Linked DNA regions of Mus musculus: region 1 is linked to region 2. The links are chromatin contacts, called in public HiChIP or PLAC-seq maps. All regions are on one chromosome and are shown on one strand. Each heading gives the region's core, a stretch centred on a gene start, on an enhancer-like site or on the middle of the called end of the contact. The rest is flanking DNA. Distances are from core to core; before and after follow the strand shown. Region 1 holds the start of Arid1a (AT rich interactive domain 1A (SWI-like)). Region 2 overlaps Rps6ka1 (ribosomal protein S6 kinase polypeptide 1).

Region 1 (6,400 bases), core at 3,283-5,782, 110 kb before region 2:
AGGCAGCTCACAACAGTCTGAAACTGTTTCAGGAAATCAGACACCTTCTGGCCACTTCTGTCACCTGCACACATCTAGTGCACATAAACTCATGTAGGTGCACAAAAACATTCATATAAATTTTAAAAATCTACAAAACCAAAACAAACAGGCCTGGTAATGCATGCACACACAGACTCCAGAATTTCAGGGGTAGAGGCAGGAGGAACAAGAGTTCAAAGTTATCCTTGAGTTCAAAACCAGCCTCAAACTTCAAAAGGTGTGACAGGTGTATCATCAAGTACCAAAAGAATCGCAGAGCAAAGCCTAATTCCCTGTATGTCTAGAGACTACTACTATTAAGACATCTAGGCTGCTATACACACCCGAAGCTTACAAAACTAAAGCTGTACTATCTCTTCCAGAAGTTACTGCTCTCCAGCTCATTCCCTGCATCTCAGAACTGAAATGAAATTGAATAGAAATCTATTTGGTCAGTGCTGGAGGCTGGTGACAATAGAGAGAAACACACACACACACACACACACACACACACACACACACACCCCCGCCCCTGCCCAAGTCATCCGACAGCAGCCAGCACACTGAGGACTCTAAGCAAGCACTTCACCCATTCTCATGTCCCCTGGACAAAACATATGTGTATTTCCTAGACACATATGGAATGCACAACTATTTAATGACCAAACCTAGAAATTACTGTACCACAAAAGTTAAAAAATAAACAAAACATGACTCCTGCCTGTAATCCTAGCATTTAGGAGGCAGAGACGGCTATGGATACATTGTTGAGTCCCAGAATATCCAGAATATCCTCGGGTACATGAGACCCTGACTCAAAAGGAACACACACACTCCCGATTACTTCCTCTAATAAATAGTTCTCAAGAAACGTAAATTTCTTAATCAAAACAAAAGTGAGAAAAATACGCATAACAAGATGACTTGGCATGTGTGCACAGTCTTTAAGTCAGAACTCATCCCCCAGACAGCAGGGGAAACCTGCCTATCTGCCCATTCTCACAGGTGAAGAACATGAGGGAAGGCTGGAGCACCACAGCAGAGCTGCTTTACAGGACTATTCTCAAAGTTCCCAGCTCAACACAAGAGCACAAAAGTCGGTGGGGGACAGGGAGGGGACACAGGAACCACAGTTCCTCATGAACAAGATCCAGCAACAGCACAACTGCTAGGGATGGGAACCTGGGGGTGGGGAGGGGCTGCTGCCCTCTTTGAAAAGATGACTCCAGAGGGGATCTGATAACCCAGAGAGAAGCAAGCAAAGAAAAGGAGACAAAATGTACAAAAAAGGCACGGAAAGGTGGCAAAGTCGTAGCCCTGACTGCCACTGTTCATCATCTTTACACCATAGAAGGGGGGGGGGGGGAGTCACACAACTTAAGATACAAAGAAAAATATTGGCAAGTCTCTATTTTAAAGCTCTCAAGTAACTGATGACAAAACAGAGATATTCCAGAAACAATTCAGAAAAATCCTAAACCAAGCCTTCAGGAGGAAAAACTCTCTCCCTGGACCAAGAAGGCCATCTGCATCCCCTCCTTCAACTGAGCTGTTCCCCCCCAAAGTTCAATTAACAAAAGGAAGTGTTAACAAGATTCAACGTGTAAACAAAGAGACAAGCCTTGCAGAACTCTTGAACCTAATATCAAATTATCAGGCCGCTCCCAGCTCTCAGCAAAATATTAACAAAAATCGTCTTCCCCTACAGATCCTACATTTGCTTTTCATAAAAAAATAGCCAGTAAAATAATTTCAGTTCTGTAACTCAACAGTATAAGTGAACAGTGTCAAAAACTACTCAAGACAAATGTATCTTCAGCGCCATCAAAGAACTCATTTATACCATCAGGAAAGTAACAAAAACGAAAACAAACAGCAAACCCATTGTAGAGAAAAACTCAGCTACTGTTCCAACAACACAGAATCTATTTCAGACTGCATAAAACATAACAAGCAAAATAAATCCAAGGTGCAAGCAAAATGCCATCGCCTCCTCTTTTGTTTCAGGCACAATGTAACAAGGGCAGCCTGTCTGGGACTCTGCTCCTGCTGATACAGTATTGCTGCTTAAACCTCCCTCCTCAAGGTCACAGCCAATTTCAGCTCTGGAATAAAAGGCGGATAGTGGCAGCGAAGGTTTGGGTTATCACTGGCAGAAAAGCAGAGTGTAAAAGTTTATGAGCTCATCAGGATTGTTGTACCATTACATCAGAGGCAATTATAAATGGCCAAGAGCAGAAGATGGGGAGCCAATCAGATCACAGATAGGATGTCAACCTAAGACCAACTGTCTCCTGGCTTTGACAGAAGGATTTTACCTCCATAATTCAAATCCCAAACCAAAGCAATCTGCACTTACTACTCCAATCACTCTGTGTTTACCAGCACTTCAGAGAGAAGCCCAGGCCACTGGGCCGCCGGAGACTGAGGCAAGAGGTGGCCCCGGCGGCCCAGAGCGAACCACAGTCGGCCTCGAGCTGCCCCCAAGCAGGCCCCAGCTCTCCCCCGAGGTCCCCCGAGCCCTAGGGGCCACTCTTTAAAAGCGTATATTGGGGAACGGCCTAGAGGAAGGCAAGGGGGATCAGAGGAGCGGCAGGTGAGCAAGAAAACGTTGCTTCTTTCTCCCGGATTCATGACACTGCCTACACCCCTAACCTGAACCCCCAGCACCCCCCCCCGCGACCGGGCCTGGCCCTTCCAGGCACACTTTGCTCTGCACCCCCCTGGAGACCCCCAGAGTTCGAAAGGACCAGCGGAGGAGGAGAAACCGGACAGACACCCCTGGAAAAGCCCCACACAAAGGCTGATCGAGGGAAGGAGAGGAAGGCAGACAGGCAGCCATTTTAAGAGAGAAGAGCCAGACAATGGCAGCTCCCCGGCAGTGGGGGCCCAAGCCCGAGGGGAGCCCACGGCCGGGGCCTGCTTCCCCGCAGCCGCCACCCAGCCCACCCCCCGGCCCCGCTGGCCCCAGCCCCCTCCCCGCTCGGCTGTGTACCTGAGGGGTCCGGGCGAGCGGCTGCCCCCCGCCGCCGCTGCTCCCGGGGCTCATGGGCGCGTGGTGGCTCCTTTGTTGGGCCCCTCCCGAGACGGCCGCTGCCGCCGCCGCCGCCGCCGCCGCAGCCCCCCAGCACTGCGAGGCCATGTCCGCCGGGCCTTTGCCCGCGCCCCCGTCCTGGGGCCCGCCGCCGTAGTCGCCCCCGGGGTAGCCCTGGTAGCCACGGGCCGAGCTGGGCGACGTGAGCAGTTGGTTGAGGGTGGGGGTGGCGGTGGGCTGGGGAGTTCCCCCGCCGGCCGCTGAGGGGCCGCCTCCCCCCATGGCCCCGAAGCGCTGCTGTGCGAAGGACGAAGACGACGAGGAGGCAGAGGCGCTGGAGGAGGGAGGCGGCTTGGAGCCGGCGGCCGCCGCCGCGCCGGAGCCCGGAGTGCCACCTCTCGGGGAGCTCAGCGCGTAGGCCTGGGGAGGCGGGGGGTAGGCGCTGCGGTTGGGGTAGTAGGAGTTGTACTGGTGGTTGGGGAAGCCGTGGTCGTGCGAGTTCTGCTGGGGCCCGGCGTAGGGCTCCAAGCCCCCGCCGCCGCCGCTCTGCAGCGCTGCCAGGCCAGGGCTTTGTTGTCCGCCATGTTGTTGGTGGAAGACGGCGGCCGCCGCGGCGGCGACGGCAGACGGGCTCCGGCCGTAGGCTTGCCCGAAGCCGTAGGCTGGGGGCGGCAGGGCGGCCGCGGCCGAGTGAGGAGGCGCCCCCACCCCGTCGCTGCTGCTGCTGCCGCCGCCGCCGCCGCCGCCGGGCGGCTCCGGGAGGTTATTGTTCAGGGCGGGCCTAGGGCCCGCGTTCCCGTTCGAGTTCTTCAGGTCCGGCTCCGCGCCGGGCCCGCCGCCGCTGCCGGCTCCGCCGCCGCCGCCACCCCCATTGCTCTCGGCCCCGTCCTGCAGCTCCTTTCCCAGCGGCTGCGGCGGCCCCACGGCGGGGCCCTCGCTCTCCTGCCCGGCGGCTGCCTTCATTTCCCCGCGCTCGGCCGCTGCCGCCGCCGCCTCGCCCCCCGCCTCCTCCCGCTGTTGCTGCTCGGCTTTCTTCAGCTCCGAGGGCGGCGGCGGCGGGTTGCCCAGGCTGCTGGCGGCGGCGGGGGCGACCTGCGCGGCCATGATCCCCGCTGTCTCGTCCGCGGAGAGACCCGGCCCTGTCTTCGTCTTCTCCCCCCTCCCACCCCGCCCCGGGGCCGAGTCCCCCGGGCTGCCCTCCCCACCCGCCCGGGCGGGCCTCGCGGGGCTCCGCTGCTGCGCTGCGCTCGCTCCTCTCCCCCCCGCCCCGCCGGCTCAGGCTCCGGGCTGGCGGCGGAGGAGGAGGAGGAGGCGGCGGCGGCAGCCGAGGCGCCGGCGGCTCAGCTGCTCCGGGCTCTGGCGGCTCGGGACCCGGCTCTCCCGGCTCATTCCCCCCAAGCCCTTGCCTGGGAATGAGGGGGGCGGTGGAGGCTCCGCTCCCCAGGGCCTGGCCCCGCTGTGACTCTCCGCTTTCTGCTGCCGGAGAAAGGAGGAGGGAGGGAGGGAGGGAGGCGAGGGGGAGGGGGCGGGAAAGGAGGGAGGGAGCGGGGGGGGAGGGGGGACCCGGGACGGGCGGGCGGGCGGGCGGGCTGGAGGGCGCGCGGCGGCGGACGGGGCGCCGGGAGGCAGAGTAGGAGCGCTGCTCTGGCGGGCGCCCTGCCTCGCCTCCCCGGCCGCGGCTCGGGCCGAGGCTGCTGCTTGGCGGCGGGCGGGCGGGCGAGAGAGCGAACGAGAGAGCGGGCGGGCGGGCGGCGGGACTGAGCAGCTAGAGCGCCCCACTCTCCTCCGAGTCCCCCTCACTCCGACACGAGGCTCAGCACTGCCATTTTACCCAGCGCCGTCGCGGCCGCCTGAAAAACCAGGACTGGAGCGCGGAGCGGGCGCAGGCCGTGGAATGGACTCGCTCCCTTCCCCTCACAAAGGAGGAGGGGAGAGAAGGAGCCGCGGCGGCGGCGGCAAGCCCTCAGCCTCTTTCGCTCGGCTGCGCCGCCGCCGAAGGCTTCGGGGAAAACCCGGCCCGGAGCCCGCGCCTCCGGAGCCTGCGCCGCCTCGCTCGCCGCGTTCCCAGCCTGGCCTGTCCCCTCCCGGCCGCTCCAAAGGGAGCGGGCCGCGTGAACTTTACCCGCGCCTGCAAAATTGGCCTGAGCCCGAAACCGCGGCCGCCGCGGCCGGGACCTGACCCCCTGGCACCGGGCCTGGGCTCTTGGCTGCGACTTAGCACCTCCGCAGCACTTTTCTTCTTCAAAGCCTTTTGCAGACCTGCTCTAGAGACCCAGCTGAGCGAGCCCTGCTTTTCCCCCCCTTTGGCTAGCCCCAAAGGAGGACTGACCATTGTTCAAACTATCGGTTCTCCCGTGCCCTGCCCTCATTAGCCCTCTCTGACAAGGCCCTGGGGGCATGAGGTCTGGATTATCTCCCCCCCCCCCATTTTACCAACAGACTGAAGGGAGGGGACTGCCCAGGTCACTTAAAGTCAGAGGGCAGAAGTGTGTGGCTATAAAAAGTGGAGTGAGTGGCCGAAGCCGCATCTTGTCTACTTAGCCAGAGAAAAGGAGGAAAAGAGAAAAGAAAGGCACTTACGTTGTGAACAAATCCAACCACCGGATCAGATCAGTGTCAGGAGGTTTGAAAATCAAACGTGGTCATCCCACCACTTCTCTTAAAATGGTGGCTACTGATGCGTTGGGGGCTTAAGACAGTCCTCCAGGCAAACCAAGCTCCATTAGCACTTCCTAAGGGAACCTAGCTCACAATGGCCAGTAGCCCAATCTTCAAAGGCAAGTACCTTGGAAGACTGTAAACAGCCCACAGAAGAGGCTCCAGGGACTGAAAGAACCTCTGTTCAAAAACCACTGCAGAAGAGGGATGCAGAAAATGGAAACCATTTTCTCTATAAAGAGAGAAAAAGAGCCTAACAGGTCACACAGAAAACGGATGCCCCTCAGATCTGCTGTCTATCCTAAGGTGTAAGACTCCTTGAAGTTTACCAGAGACCCTAAGGCCAGGTTTATCTGTGAAGATCAAGGCATTCGCGGAAAAGCTCAGAGTTGTCCAGACCTACAGGCCTCACCAGTTCCACAGCAGCCTTTTCTTCTCAGGCAGGCCTGGAATGCTCTGACAGGGCAAGCCAGGAGAAACCAGAGGGAATTCCAGCGTCTCACCAGGACCAAGACTGCCTTGGGAAAGCATCAATGACAAAGGCCTCTTTTCCTCCCAGATTTTATAAATGGAGACTTTGGACCACAGACCATTATTTTAGAACTTGTGGGCTCTGCAGGCCCCTGGAGTTCTGATCATGTCATGGGTCAACAGAAATAATTCTGAAAGGCTAAGTCATTTCTTCTA
Region 2 (6,928 bases), core at 4,233-6,732:
TCTCTCTCTCTCAGCACCTGGGTCACTCTCTCGAATACCCTGCACCTTACAAACAGAAATCTAGCCCTCCTTGCAACTTCCAGTCGCCATTTTCCCCGGTTGTGTCATCCTGGGGGAAAAGACAGCACAGCTCCAACCTTCAGACTTTTGACCTGTCAAGTGCCAGTGACTTGACAGGTCATTCAATCAATCAAACATCTTACTCAGGATTTTGTGGAAATCCCAATAAAAGAACAAAGGAGGCTTTCTCTTAAATTAAACTGGGCCTGGTGTGCTGCACACAGTAGGCACTGGACAACTGGTCTTGAGTCTGGCCTCATTTCTCTTCTTACAGCCAGCCACCTACCCATCCGTAGTCCCCTCTGACTGGCAATGTGGAGGCTGCCGGTCCTGAGCCAGCCAGTTCTTGCACTCTGCCCAGGTTATGACCTTGGACACCCCCAAGCCCCCTGTCTCAACGGAGCCTTACCCCTTGAGAGTGCAAGTATTCCACAGTCTTGCTGATCGTGTGCAGGACGAAGCTGGCCTCCCGCTCTGAGAAGAATTTCTGCCGTAGGATCTTATCCAGCAGCTCGCCGCCCCTCATCAGCTCTGTCACCAGGTACACGTGCTTACCATCATCGTACACCTGCCAGAGACCGCGCCATCAGCCTGCGGCCCTCATAGCCAGCCCTCCAGACAAGCAGGCTCAGGGCTGGGTTCTGCCACGTGTCAGTGGCCCACCACCCATCTGGGCTTCCATCTTGCTGGATAGTGGGTGCTGACATCATGGGTGACGACGGTTAGAAAACCCCTCCCTCAGGGGAGGGCTCAGGGACCCCTGTCTCCTCTCATGCGTGCTGGGAGGAGGCCCCAAAGTCAAAAACATGGGGTCTCTCAGTCAAATCCCAGCCCCAACCTGGCTTCTATGATTCCGTCCCCACTCACATCTTTCAGGGTGATGATGTTGGGGTGCTGGCCATACCGCAGAAGAATCTCAATCTCTTCTGAGGGATCTCTTTTGCTCTTGTCGATGACCTGAAGAGAACGGGAGGCCATAGCAACGTCAGGGGCAAAGGCCCGTGGTGTGAGCCTCTTTGTATTGTTATGGAGGCCAGACCACGGGGCCAGGGAGAACTGAGCAGCCGTTCACCTGTCATTGTCCACAGACACTCCCCATCATTTTGCCACAGGTACACACTGGCCTTACCCCGAGCCCAGCAGCCTTAGCAGAGCTATGGTTCGGAGGCTCACCTTGACAGCATACTCCATGTTGGTGGCCTTGTGGACACAACGCTTACACACAGAGTAGGAGCCCACGCCGATCGTCTCCTTTACTACGTAGCCGTCACTGAAAACCAAGTTCTTCCCGTGGAGTTGCTGCAGGAGACACGAGTCAGCCTGACCCCGGATGCTACGGTGCAGGGGTCATTCCTAACATCAGGCCTTGGCTCGGTAGAGGTGGCATGGCAAAAGAGAAACAGCCACAAGACCTGAGTGTCATCTGACCTGTGTGGCCTCAGTCAGGAGTCTGCCCCTCTCTGAGCCTCCGTTTTTACTCTGCAACGGGCCAAGTGTCTCCTCTAGAGTCTGGCCAACTTGTAAGCTAAGCCCAGGCCATGAGCTCTGATGTTAAGAAGTTCCTATCTGTTTTTAGCCAATAGTCAGGGCCATTCGGAGACAGGTATCAAGGATCGTGTTATCAATCACTAGCGGGTTTACATATGGGGACCGTGAGGGTCCAAGAGACTGGAGGTCGTCTGGGTCCCAGAGGCGTGACCGGCCAGCTCCACAGCCTGTGTTCTTAGCTCTTCTGTTTAGGGCAACCGAGCAGCAGGGCCCAGCTCCCTCACCTGTACCACCGAGTGTAGGGGGGCCTGAGTGGTCCGAGGCTTGCCGTCGTCCTCCATCAGACCAGTGGCCACGAAGCTGAAGCCACGGAACAGCTGATGGGCACCAGCACTGGGAGGGATGCCTGGCGAATCTGTCAAGCAGAGGACATGGGCGTGAGCGGGTACCCTTGAAGCCTGCAGTCCAGGACAGGGAGACTGCCGGGACCGTGGCCTGCTTCAGCAGGCAGCCCTGGAGGGAGCATGTTGAAGGCTCATCTATCCCAGGCCTTGGCCTGTCTGTTAACATGTGTGGCTCAGTGGTATAGCACCTGCCTACATCCTACAATGTAGGTTCGATTTCCAGCATCACGAAAAAAACACAAACACATTCAGTGTTAGATCTCCATGAAACATGGGACAAGTCTTAGACCCGTGGCTCCTCCCAGGGCTCTCCACCCAGCCCTCAGCCTAAACCTCTCCCTCCCAGTACTGGGCTTCCTCTTCTCTTTCCTCAGCCTGATAAATAACTCAACTATTTTGGCTACTCTGGTCTCTTGACCCAGGCCACCCCTCTTGGTCACCGGCCCCTCTCTTGTTTCCCCCCCTACCGTGGTCCAGTTTAGTCTGCCGGCCATGTTCCATCAGAACTCTTCCCTCTGCCTGCCTTCTCCCCTGTATCTACAATAAAAACCCCCTCTGTGCTTTGGGAGGAGCCATGGTCTCCTCTGACTTCATTTTTCATCCACATACTAAATGAATGTGTAGCTGTGCATGACGGCACGTGCCTGCAATCTCAGCCCTCAGCAGGCAGAGTCAGGATTGCTCCAGATGGAGGCCAGACTGGGTTACACAGAGAGTTCTAAGCCAGCCTGAGCCACAGAAAGAAATCCTGTCTTAAAAACTCCAAATAATCAATTAACAAACACAATATAAGCAAACCAACACGTGCTTAGACTGGTCCAGACCTGTCACGTGAAGACTGTAAGAGCCCCACACCCAGCCTCCTGCTCAGGCCAGGCCCAGGATACCTCTTCCCACCCTCCCCACCTCAGGTCCATCCCCTTCTTAGGCCTATTCTCAGCACAGCTAGAGGGACAGTTCCAACCAAGAAGTCTGGGGCCACCTGTGTTCTACACTCATCAAGGGACTGCTCACCCCACCCCCACCCCCAAGTCTGGCAAGTGAGATCCACGTGGCCTCAGCCTCGTTCCTCCCCTTTGGGAACTCAGTCCCGATGAACTCCACACACTCAAGAGTGTCTCGGTGTCGCTACACACGCCGTTCTCCTGGATTAGATAAGCCACTCCTTGTCCATCATTCAAGTCTTAGCTACCTTCCTTTCCCTGAGAAGGCTACCTGATGATGTCGCTCCTCTGACCCTCTATAATCCTTCCCACTGACACCTGAGCTACATGGTTCTGTCTGGTTCACAATCCACCATTCTCACTACGGCTGGCATAGAGCGGGGACCTGGTATGGACTTGGCAGATAAATAAGGGGAAGACAAGACAGCTGTGAAGTGATGCGCTTCCAGTCAACAATGGTGTGCAAGTTACACAGAGGGAACGATCACCCTCTAAGAAGACACCTCAGGGGCTGGTGAGATGGCTCAGTGGGTAAGAGCACCCGACTGCTCTTCCGAAGGTCCGGAGTTCAAATCCCAGCAACCACATGGTGGCTCACAACCATTCGTAATGAGATCTGACTCCCTCTTCTGGAGTGCCTGAAGACAGCTACAATGTACTTACATAAAATAAGTAAATAAATTAAAAAAAAAAAAAAAAGACACCTCAGAACTAACACACACCTCCCCACCCACTGGCAGTATCTGGCTGGACGTCAGGTTTCCCAGCTCATCCAGCCTGTGGGCACCGTCTCCTCTGCTCTGCCGAGGCCTCTCCATCACAGGTCTGCCCGGTCAGATTCCTCATGTCTGATGCAAGTGCAGGCCTTGTGTGTTTAGTGGTCCCAGTGGGCTGGAAGATGCCTGGGGCAGGGGGTCCTGACTTTCCTGTTGTGGCCTAAACCACCCCCACACTTCAGTCCCTCACCGAGAAACAAAGCAGCCCACAGAAGCCCATGGAAGTAGTCGGGTCGCATGAAGTCAGGATGGAGCATGAAGCCCACGGGGCCAGATACTGCCTATCTACCCACACACCTGGGCTTCCAGAATCCTCGATCACCTCTGTAGCCCAGGGTTCCCCAAAGATCTGCTACCCAGCCCAAGACAGACAAGTCAGGTCAGGAACGTACCCCTGGGTGTGCGTGACGTGAACTCGGTATCAAAGTAGAAGGTGTCGTCGGGCTGGGCCACAGCCGGCTTGAAAGGGGGCTTGATCTCACGCCGGTAGAGCTTCTGTAAGGTGGGGTATATGCTCTGGTCACCATGGTGACCCCACAGCCTGCTAGCAGCCCCGACAGGAAGAGTAGAAGCTATGCTGCTCAGTGGATAACAGCAAGGGAGAGCAGCCTTCAAGGGCGTGAAGTCACCCCTCCAAGGGCATGTTAAGGGCTGCTCACCTTCTACCTCCCACAGCTGAGGCCACGGTTGGCAGGGGCCCCTCCCCCACCCTTCCTGCGTCCATCACAGGGCACAGGCACGGGCACTCACATTCCAGTCAATGGTGGAGTAGAAGATATGTCTCTTAATTTCCTCTGCCCCATCAGGGCCCGAGCCTGAAAGAAGCCAAATGAAGCCAACCTCAGACACCCATTCTGTCTTCCAGGCTCTGGACCAGCTGCTACCGTGGAGGGCAGCAGGGGTTCACCATGTCCTGCGTCAGTACCCACTACCCTGAAGCCTGGAGCCCGCTCAGTATTTCCTATGTTACGGAGCTTCTGCTGGTGTACTGAGGAAGGAGGGGCCAGGCAGGACGGGAAGCCTGTCCAAGCATTAATCCTGACAGAAGCTGGACTGACTTCTTTTGAGATCTAACAAGGGCCTTCATCCACTCCCGCCACAGGCCCCCCTCCTCTCTGCCCTTCTTTTCCTACTGCCTCTCGTCTTTATCCCTGAGACAAACGCTCATTCGATTCAACCCAGGGACCTGGACTGGACCTTAGCTGGTTGTGATCCAGATAAAGCCAGCATCCAAAAACCTCGGCAAATACTGTATACTTCACTGAACAACAGGAATGTCCTTCTCTCATCAAAGATCCCCGGGAGCCAGGGCAGAATCAGTGTCTCCACTGACACAGGAACCTGGGGCTCGGAAAGGTGGGGTCCCCTGCCATAGCGCAGGCTCATAAACCGTATTCAATCCCTCAGCAAATGTTTACAGTACTGCTGGGTGCCGGGCAGCGGGGACAGACACAGCTAGGCCTGAGACCTTTCTCGCTCCTAAGCTCCTGCGCCTTCCCTTGAGCCAGCAACCTTGGCAGAGAAGCTGTGTGGGGGCCTGTGTCCTTGTCCCTGAGGGGGTATGAATGACTCAGTTCCTGCCTTCCCCCCACACAGGTCACCCTCCCAGCACCATACATGGAACCAGAAAATAGGGTGGCCAGCAGCATTGTCTGCTCACACAAAGGACAACAGCTCCTTTCAGTCCTAGATGTGGCCCCGTGGCCTAGGCTGCAGCTGTACCCTGATCCTCACCGCCATGTCCCCTCCTCTGAGCTGGGGTTGCTTACCAAGCCGATTGGCAGGATTCCTCTTGAACAGGGCCCGCAGGAGGCTCTGGGCTTCCGTGCTCAGAAACTGGGGCATGCCTAGCTTCGCCCTGGAACAGCCACAGGTCTCATCAGGGCTGAGCCCCACCCAGGAGTCCCAGAGCCCCTTCCCTTTCTCTTTTCCAGCTCAGTCCAGAGAAGCCAGCCACTAACTCACCTCCCAGAGACATTAAGAACACTTCCCACTGGCCCTGGCAGACAGCAAGGGTCTGCAGACAGGGAAAAAGCAATTCACTGGCCCTGCAACTGGGGTGGGATTAGGGAGAACTTGGAGGGCCAGGCAGTGTTGGTGCTTACTTCAAAATCAAGGTCATGGTCTCCTTCCGGTCCTTCCCCTGGAAGGGCAGGGAGCCCGTCAGCATCTCAAACTTCGGGGGGAAAAGGAAACATATAGGTGTGGCCTTGTTCTCTGTCTCCCACACATCCCTCCCCCTCCTTCCCGGGCTACCCTGCTGCAGTCCGGGGATTCTTGCTGGCCTGTTAAGACTTTACAGTCTAAGTCTAGCTGCAGCAAGGCCTGTGCCTGCCTCTGCCCCCCTCCCAACCTAGAACCCAGGAGCAGCACTAAAGCCAGAGGAAGGAAGCAGAGGAGAGTTCCCAAGTTAGGTGAGGGGTGGTACTTCAGGCAGGTGGACTAAAGCCCGCGGCTCTTCGAGGGAAACAAAGTACAACAGTGTGCAGCAGAGCCCGGACACTCACCATCAGCACCCCATAGGACCACCAGTCTGCACTGTGGGTGTGACCCTGGCGGTTGACAACCTCGGGCGCCATGTACTCCACTGTCCCGCAGAAGGAGTAAGCCTTCTTCTCATGGTCTATGGCCTCCTTGCTCAGGCCAAAGTCTGCAGCATGGAGGGCAGAGAAGTCACTTCTAGGATCCCTGCCACGCCCACGGCTACCACACTTAGCTCCTCTGACCGGAGCCAGGTATCACCAAGGTTGTCAGTGAGAGCTCAGTCTGCTCTGAGACCTAGGGAGCCTCGAGAGATGGCTCAGCAGTTAAGAATATTGGCTGTTCTTCCAGACAACCCAGGTTCCATTCCCAGCTCCCACACGATGGTTAACAACCAGGTGCAGGCAACTCTAGCCTCTTTGGGCAACACATGCATGAGGTACAGATACAAATATAGGCAAAACTCCCATACACACACAAAAAATAACTAAGTAACAAGGCCTAGGTTTTTGGCATGTATGTAACTGGCATCGTCTCCCAGGAAACACAGCCATCAGCTGAGACCTATCAGACAGAGCCTGGTTATCCTCCCCAGAGCCCAAAGGAGCAGGTGCCCTTCACTCACCAGTGAGTTTGATGTGGCCCTCCTCATCCAAAAGGATACTGTAACAGAGAGACAGGAGTCAGGAATCCTTAGCTGCAGGCACTGTGCAGGTTCTAGCAGTAACCTTGGGGTGGAGAGACTTGGGCCTGACCAGAAGAAGGGTTTGGTCCA

Evidence for each region. HiChIP or PLAC-seq counts read pairs in DNA pulled down with a chosen protein or histone mark.
Region 1: a contact with region 2 is called in an H3K27ac HiChIP or PLAC-seq map of embryonic stem cells, with 5 read pairs. The contact joins the promoter of Arid1a here to the enhancer-like site in region 2. A contact is called at or near these places in 6 of 115 datasets of contacts at active chromatin or transcription factors (the SCID.adh cell line, bone marrow-derived macrophages, effector CD8 T cells and 2 more) and 3 of 9 other capture datasets (adipose tissue, liver and pancreatic islet).

What each region holds. Positions count from the first base shown.
Region 1 is chr4:133,749,453-133,755,852 of GRCm38.p6, forward strand. It overlaps Arid1a (AT rich interactive domain 1A (SWI-like)), which reads right to left and starts at 4,533. Exons shown (of 20, transcript NM_001080819.2): 1 at 3,017-4,533. The coding sequence starts at 4,159.
Region 2 is chr4:133,859,584-133,866,511 of GRCm38.p6, forward strand. It overlaps Rps6ka1 (ribosomal protein S6 kinase polypeptide 1), which reads right to left. Exons shown (of 22, transcript NM_009097.5): 8 at 6,779-6,816; 9 at 6,180-6,322; 10 at 5,778-5,848; 11 at 5,442-5,530; 12 at 4,423-4,487; 13 at 4,065-4,167; 14 at 1,833-1,963; 15 at 1,234-1,359; 16 at 928-1,017; 17 at 470-628. Among named protein-coding and RNA genes, the nearest start is that of Gm12977, 8.9 kb to the right of the region's middle. Within about 2 kb of position 5,483, at least 72 of the 459 cell types and tissues checked have an H3K27ac peak or open chromatin away from gene starts, as enhancers often do. A contact at or near this core is called in embryonic stem cells, where this site is marked.